Regions from separate parts of the Anser cygnoides genome. Here region 1 is linked to region 2. The links are chromatin contacts, called in public Hi-C maps. All regions are on one chromosome and are shown on one strand. The core of a region is the stretch at or near the end of the contact, and the rest is flanking DNA. Distances in the headings are between cores, read along the strand shown.

Evidence for each region. Hi-C and Micro-C count contacts between places; a contact is called where the count stands out from the background.
Region 1: a contact with region 2 is called in a Hi-C map of liver, with 4 times the contacts expected there. The contact joins the enhancer-like site here to the promoter of CEBPA in region 2. A contact is called at or near these places in 3 of 7 Hi-C or Micro-C datasets (fetal liver and liver).

The regions. Positions count from the first base shown.
Region 1 is chr12:11,017,617-11,020,316 of Taihu_goose_T2T_genome, forward strand. All of the region lies in intron 5 of LOC106033218 (a long non-coding RNA gene), which reads right to left. Among named protein-coding and RNA genes, the nearest start is that of SLC7A10, 53 kb to the right of the region's middle. Within about 2 kb of position 1,440, at least 1 of the 3 cell types and tissues checked has open chromatin away from gene starts, as enhancers often do. A contact at or near this core is called in liver, where this site is marked.
Region 2 is chr12:10,878,857-10,881,556 of Taihu_goose_T2T_genome, forward strand. CEBPA (CCAAT enhancer binding protein alpha) reads left to right here and starts at 1,430. Exons shown (of 1, transcript XM_048068849.2): 1 at 1,430-2,700. The coding sequence starts at 1,860. It overlaps LOC125183365 (a long non-coding RNA gene), which reads left to right. Exons shown (of 10, transcript XR_010834360.1): 4 at 532-718.

The DNA.
Region 1 (2,700 bases), core at 190-2,689, 140 kb after region 2:
TTCCACTGGCATGGGATGTGTTTTCGAGCTGACTGTCCCAAGTCAGACCATTTCAAGACACCAAGAGCACATACGGTTCCCCATGTGACTTTCTCATTGCAGATAGCTCAAGGTTATATTATCAACTCAACTTATACGCACCTCTGTGCTAATACACGAGCCTACTATACTCAAACCCACATTGTTGATTTACTCCTTGTTAAATTGGATCTCAGTTTCTTGCTCGATAACATGCCGTGGAGCATTTTTCTTGCCTTTGGTTTTACTTGTTTACTAACAAGTACTGAGTATTGAGAAACAACATGACAAATGTTTAAAGGCTTAAAAATTTCTTTCCCTTTCTCTTGAACTTTCATGTTCTGTTCATTTTAAATATGTGGCAAATTGGTTTTGTATTTTCCATATTAATTTTCCTATGTTCCTGTGTATTAAAATAACTAACACAGAAAAATAATTCCATCTGCTCTGCCCTCAGTTGTTTATGCCTTCAGAGATGCTGGGCTCTATGCAGACAGCAAAGGAGTGCCTCAGAGCCACTCTTCACAGTAAAATTTTCTCCAACCTCAAGCACCTAAAATCACAAGGTTCAATTAAAACTAATTCAAGGTTAGATTAAAACTAATTATTATTAATCAAATTCATCAAGTAACCCAAACACACACACACACAAAACCAGAACTTTAATTTTCTTTCCATTTTCTTGCTAGTGTCTGCACTTCTCTGTTATACACGTGGCAGTTTTTCAAAGCCTTCTGCTTAACAATTACAGCTTAAAATTAGAGAGAGTTCAACAGGGGGGAAAGAGAGAGGGAGAGAAAATAAAAAAGAGAGGGAAAGAGAGAAGACCGCCCTGGGATTACTGACTCAGCAGGGATTCCTTGCCTGGGAGGGGACCGGGGTGCCAGGGTGGAGATGGGGTCTGTGCCAGTGTCTGGCAGAGCACTCCGACAGGCCAAGGCAGCAAAGGTCAGCCTCACGTCTTCCCATCTTTTGGGGACATGTGGCTCTGGGAGGTGCATGAGCACACCACATGCACCCAGGGCCAACAATTCACCAGGACAGGCCATGGGCAGATGTTCTGCACAATTGCCTGCACATTTCCCCTCTGTGGGCCCATAAAACACCCCAGCCCATCTCCCTTCTTTCTTTTGTGCTCCTCTCTAGCTCATTAACTTACTTCAGCAAATAGGGCTTGGTTATTTTTCTGTCCTGCATCACCCCAGCCCGGGAGACGACTGAGGCGGAAGCTTTGCAGGGAGAGGTTTGTGAGGAGGCACGGGGCAGGAGGGTCCAGCAGTATGGACACGCTCTTCTAGCTGGGCTCCACACACCGCTTCCTCACTCCCTTCACATGCAGGGTGCTGCCACGGGCACGCTTTGCTTCACACACGTTTCACCCTGCGCCTGGTCACTAACCGAGGCTGGCAGCAGGCTGCAGGCACGGAGCTTGCTGACACGCACGCTGCCGCGCTGTGTGTGAGGCGTTGCTGCCCGTAACGCCACGGAGAGCAGGGGTTACTGCGGCAGGGAAACCTAAATTCAGACCCTGTTAATATTCCTTAATAGGCGAAAGGCAGAAGAGTGAGGGAAGAGAGCAAACAATACATAACAACATTTAAATTAAGTACATTAACAATAAATACTCCCCTGTCAAGGATATGTCATGTAATTATATTTACTGCACTGAACAGAGGTAACCAATGTTTTGAGAGGGTGGTTTTGCACTCCCAAGATGACTCTCCTTTGGGGACAGCATATGTGAATAATCAGTCAGACATGGGATATCGGCTGTGAAAAAACCTCCTCCAGCACAGTGTGCCAGTTGTGATGGCTAGAAAGTTAGCACCCTCTCCTGGATTAGACCAGAAATGTAATGTACATTGCACTGGTCTAAACCACAGCTCGGGCATTCTTTGGCCTTTTTATATTTTTTTCTCCATAATCCTGAAACCTCAGTCAAGGGAAATCTATGCTTCCTGAAGAACTGGGGTGTGTGTATGGAGGTACTGCATATCACCTAAGCAATGATGATAATCTCACCCCAAACACACTGAAACCTCTGCTAAATTGCCGCATAACTTCAGGATGTGCAGGGGATCCCCACAGAACTCATATCTGCAGAGATGAGTGGTGTAAACTGCTGTCACAAAATGCCAGGATCCACAAAAATTCACTGCAAAGCAGCTCTCTCTCATGGCCTTGACACTTTGTCCCTCAGGCCTTATGCAAGCAAAGGGCTGTTGCTGTGAGTAGGAATTTGGCCCAGCGAGGGTGCACGTAAGGACAGCAGGACTTACTGCCTGAGCCGAGAATTCGAGAACGAAGGCTGCAATGGAGACAGAGAGCAGATCATAACAAGAAATTTTACTAGGGTTTCCAGTGTGTTTACTAAGTGTCCTTTGCAAAAAGGTTAAGATATTGCACAGTTTTCACACAGTTTCCAGACCACAAGGGAACACAAAGCAGTTCCATTTAGAGAATTAAAACTTCAGTTTGCTGTTCAGAGAAGCTCAGAAAGCTGAGATTAAACTAGGAAAAGAATGAAAATATAAGTGTCCATAGCTCATACACCACTGGGGATTTGATCAGATTCAGGTAAAATCAGTGGCAAAAGAATTAAGATGTCCCTTGGTTTTAAAAGTAGGGCTTAAAATGGCTATATAAAAATGCACATACAAAAGTTTAAATAAACTTGTTTTC
Region 2 (2,700 bases), core at 180-2,679:
CACAGACTTGAGGCTTTTCCTCTGTATCGTGACTTTGCTCAGAGTTCTTATGTGTGTTTTGCTTGTTCAGGCAGTGGCCTTTCTAGCCACTGCTTATGTGTTGAAATATAATTTCAGAAGATACTCACCATATGTAAAACGAATTTAGGATTTTAATTGTTTTCTATTGTTACTGAAAGGTACATTCTGTGGTCAGAAAGCCAGCTGACTGCTGCCTTCCTTCTGCTCATGAAACGGAGGTTCACATGTGTACTGTGTGATACAAAAAAACGGGTTCTTGGTACATTGTAATATTGTTTCCTGATTAAGATTTTGTCAATTACTGTTAGTTGCAAGGAATCTGTCAAACCCTTTCTGAGCAAGCAACTTGCTGTCACAAGTTTCTGGCTTATTAAGACACCCAGGACTAAGAAATACAGCATTTTTTTGCCAGCCACCGCTACGTTTGAATTCTCTGCAGATGTTCCTCTAGCAGTTGCCTACACCTGCTCCAGAAGCCTTGACACGTCCTTTCTCTCTGCCTCTTTCCAGGTGACCCGGACCACCAGAGCTAAGTGCCAGGGGGCTTCCCGACGCGAGGAGGTAGGCGAGGGAGCCCCGATACGCCTCGTCTGCGGGCTGCGGGATGGCGGCGAGAGGAAATCCCGGGCGTCCGCACCCCTGCCGAGCTGAGGCTGCACACCGGGCTCCTCGGAAGGCTGTGCCCAGGAGCAGGCAGGTCCGTGCGGCCCCGGAGGGAGGGTGGGCGGCCGGGAGCCGCGGGGCGCCGCAGCCCGCTGGAGCATCGCCTCCTCCCGGGCCACCTGGCTGCTGCCGCCCCGCCGCGCCCCGGGTTTATCCCGGGTGAGCGCCGGGAGCCGTGCCGCGCTGCGGGCAGGCTGCAATTACACGGACCTGCTCCATTCGCGCTGCGGGACCGGGAGCGGGGCACAGCCAAGCGTCCGCCCCGCATCGTGCCAGCCTGCGGGCAGGGGCAGCTGCCGGAGCGGCCCCAGCGGCACGGGCCGAGCCGTGCCGAGCCAAGCCGGGCAGCCCCCGCCGCCCCCCGTCCCTGCGCGCTCCCCGGCCGGGTCCTAGCGCCGCTCGGGGCCGGGATCCGCGGGTCCCCGCTTCTGCCGGGCCGGGCCGGGCCGGGCCGGGCCAGCCGCGCTCCGCAGGTGCGGCGGGATGGGGCGCTCCGGGCACAAAGCCCCTCGGCTAGAAAAGCGCCGTCGGTCCTGCGGCAAACCCGGCGGGGCTCCCCCGCGTCTCCCCCCGTCTGACCAAATATTTGCGAGCACTCGCGGGCGGTGCTGAACTTTGAGACTTTCTCCGCGGCGCCGCCGGTGGGAGGGCGCCGAGCGGCCCCGGGCACGCAGTGGGCGACGGCCCCGCTCCCCGCACCTCCCCGGGAGGCTTCGGGCAGCTCGGGGACCCCCCCCCCGAGAGCGCAGCCCAGCGCCGGGAGCCCGCCGAGCTCGGGGCGGCTGCCGGGGGCGGGCGGGCGGCTGTGCCCGGCCGGGGCGCTAAGACCCGGCTGCGCGGTGGTCAAAGGTTCCCGGCAGGAGGTGGACACTAGAGGGCGATCCCCGGCCCTGCTGCGGGGGTGTATATATACGGCTCACAGGACCCAGGCAAGCCACTAGCAACAGGGCAGGCAGGCAGCGAGCGGGGCTCGGCCGGGCTGGGGCGGGGGACGGGCTCCGGGCGCGCCGAGCCGCGCCGAGCTGAGTCGTGCCGAGTCGTGCCGAGCCGCGCCGTGCTGCTCGCCGCCGGGAAACCGCGGGGTGCCGCGGGCTTGGCAGAGCCGCCGCCGCCGCCCCGTCCGAAACCTGGATTGCAGGAGCCCTTCACCATGCCCGGCAGACTGTAGGTGCTTCATGGAGCAAGCCAACTTCTACGAGGTCGATTCCCGGCCCCCGATGAGCAGCGGCCAGCACCACCAGCTCCAGACTCCCCTGCCCGGCAGCGCCTACAGCTACAGAGAGGCTCCCTCGGCGGCGGCACCTGCTGCGGGCGGCGCGGAGCTCGGCGACATCTGCGAGAACGAGAACTCCATCGACATCAGCGCCTACATCGACCCCGCCGCCTTCAACGACGAGTTCCTGGCTGACCTCTTCCAGCACAGCAAGCAGCAGGAAAAAGCCAAGGCCATCCTGGCCGGGGATTTCGACTTCCACAGCATGCATGGGGCCGGCGCCGCCGCCTCGGCGCCGGGGCACCAGCAGCAGCACCACCAGCAGCCGCTCTTCGGCTGCATGGCCGGCTACATGGACGGCAAGCTCGACCCGCTCTACGAGCGCATCGCCGCGCCGGGCTTGCGGCCGCTGGTGATCAAGCAGGAGCCCCGCGAGGAGGAGGAGGTCAAGTCGGCGGCCCTGTCGGCCCTCTACCCCCACCACGCCGCGCAGCAGCACCCCTCCCACCTGCAGTACCAGATCGCCCACTGCGCCCAGACCACCATGCACCTCCAGCCCGGGCACCCCACGCCGCCCCCAACGCCCGTGCCCAGCCCGCACCACCCGCACCACCCGCACCCCCCGGGCGGCCTGCCCGCCGCCGGCGCGCTCAAGATGATGCCCGCGGACCACCGGAGCAAATCGAAAAAGACAGTGGACAAGAACAGCAACGAGTACCGGGTGCGCCGGGAGCGCAACAACATCGCGGTGCGCAAGAGCCGGGACAAGGCCAAGCAGCGCAACGTGGAGACGCAGCAGAAGG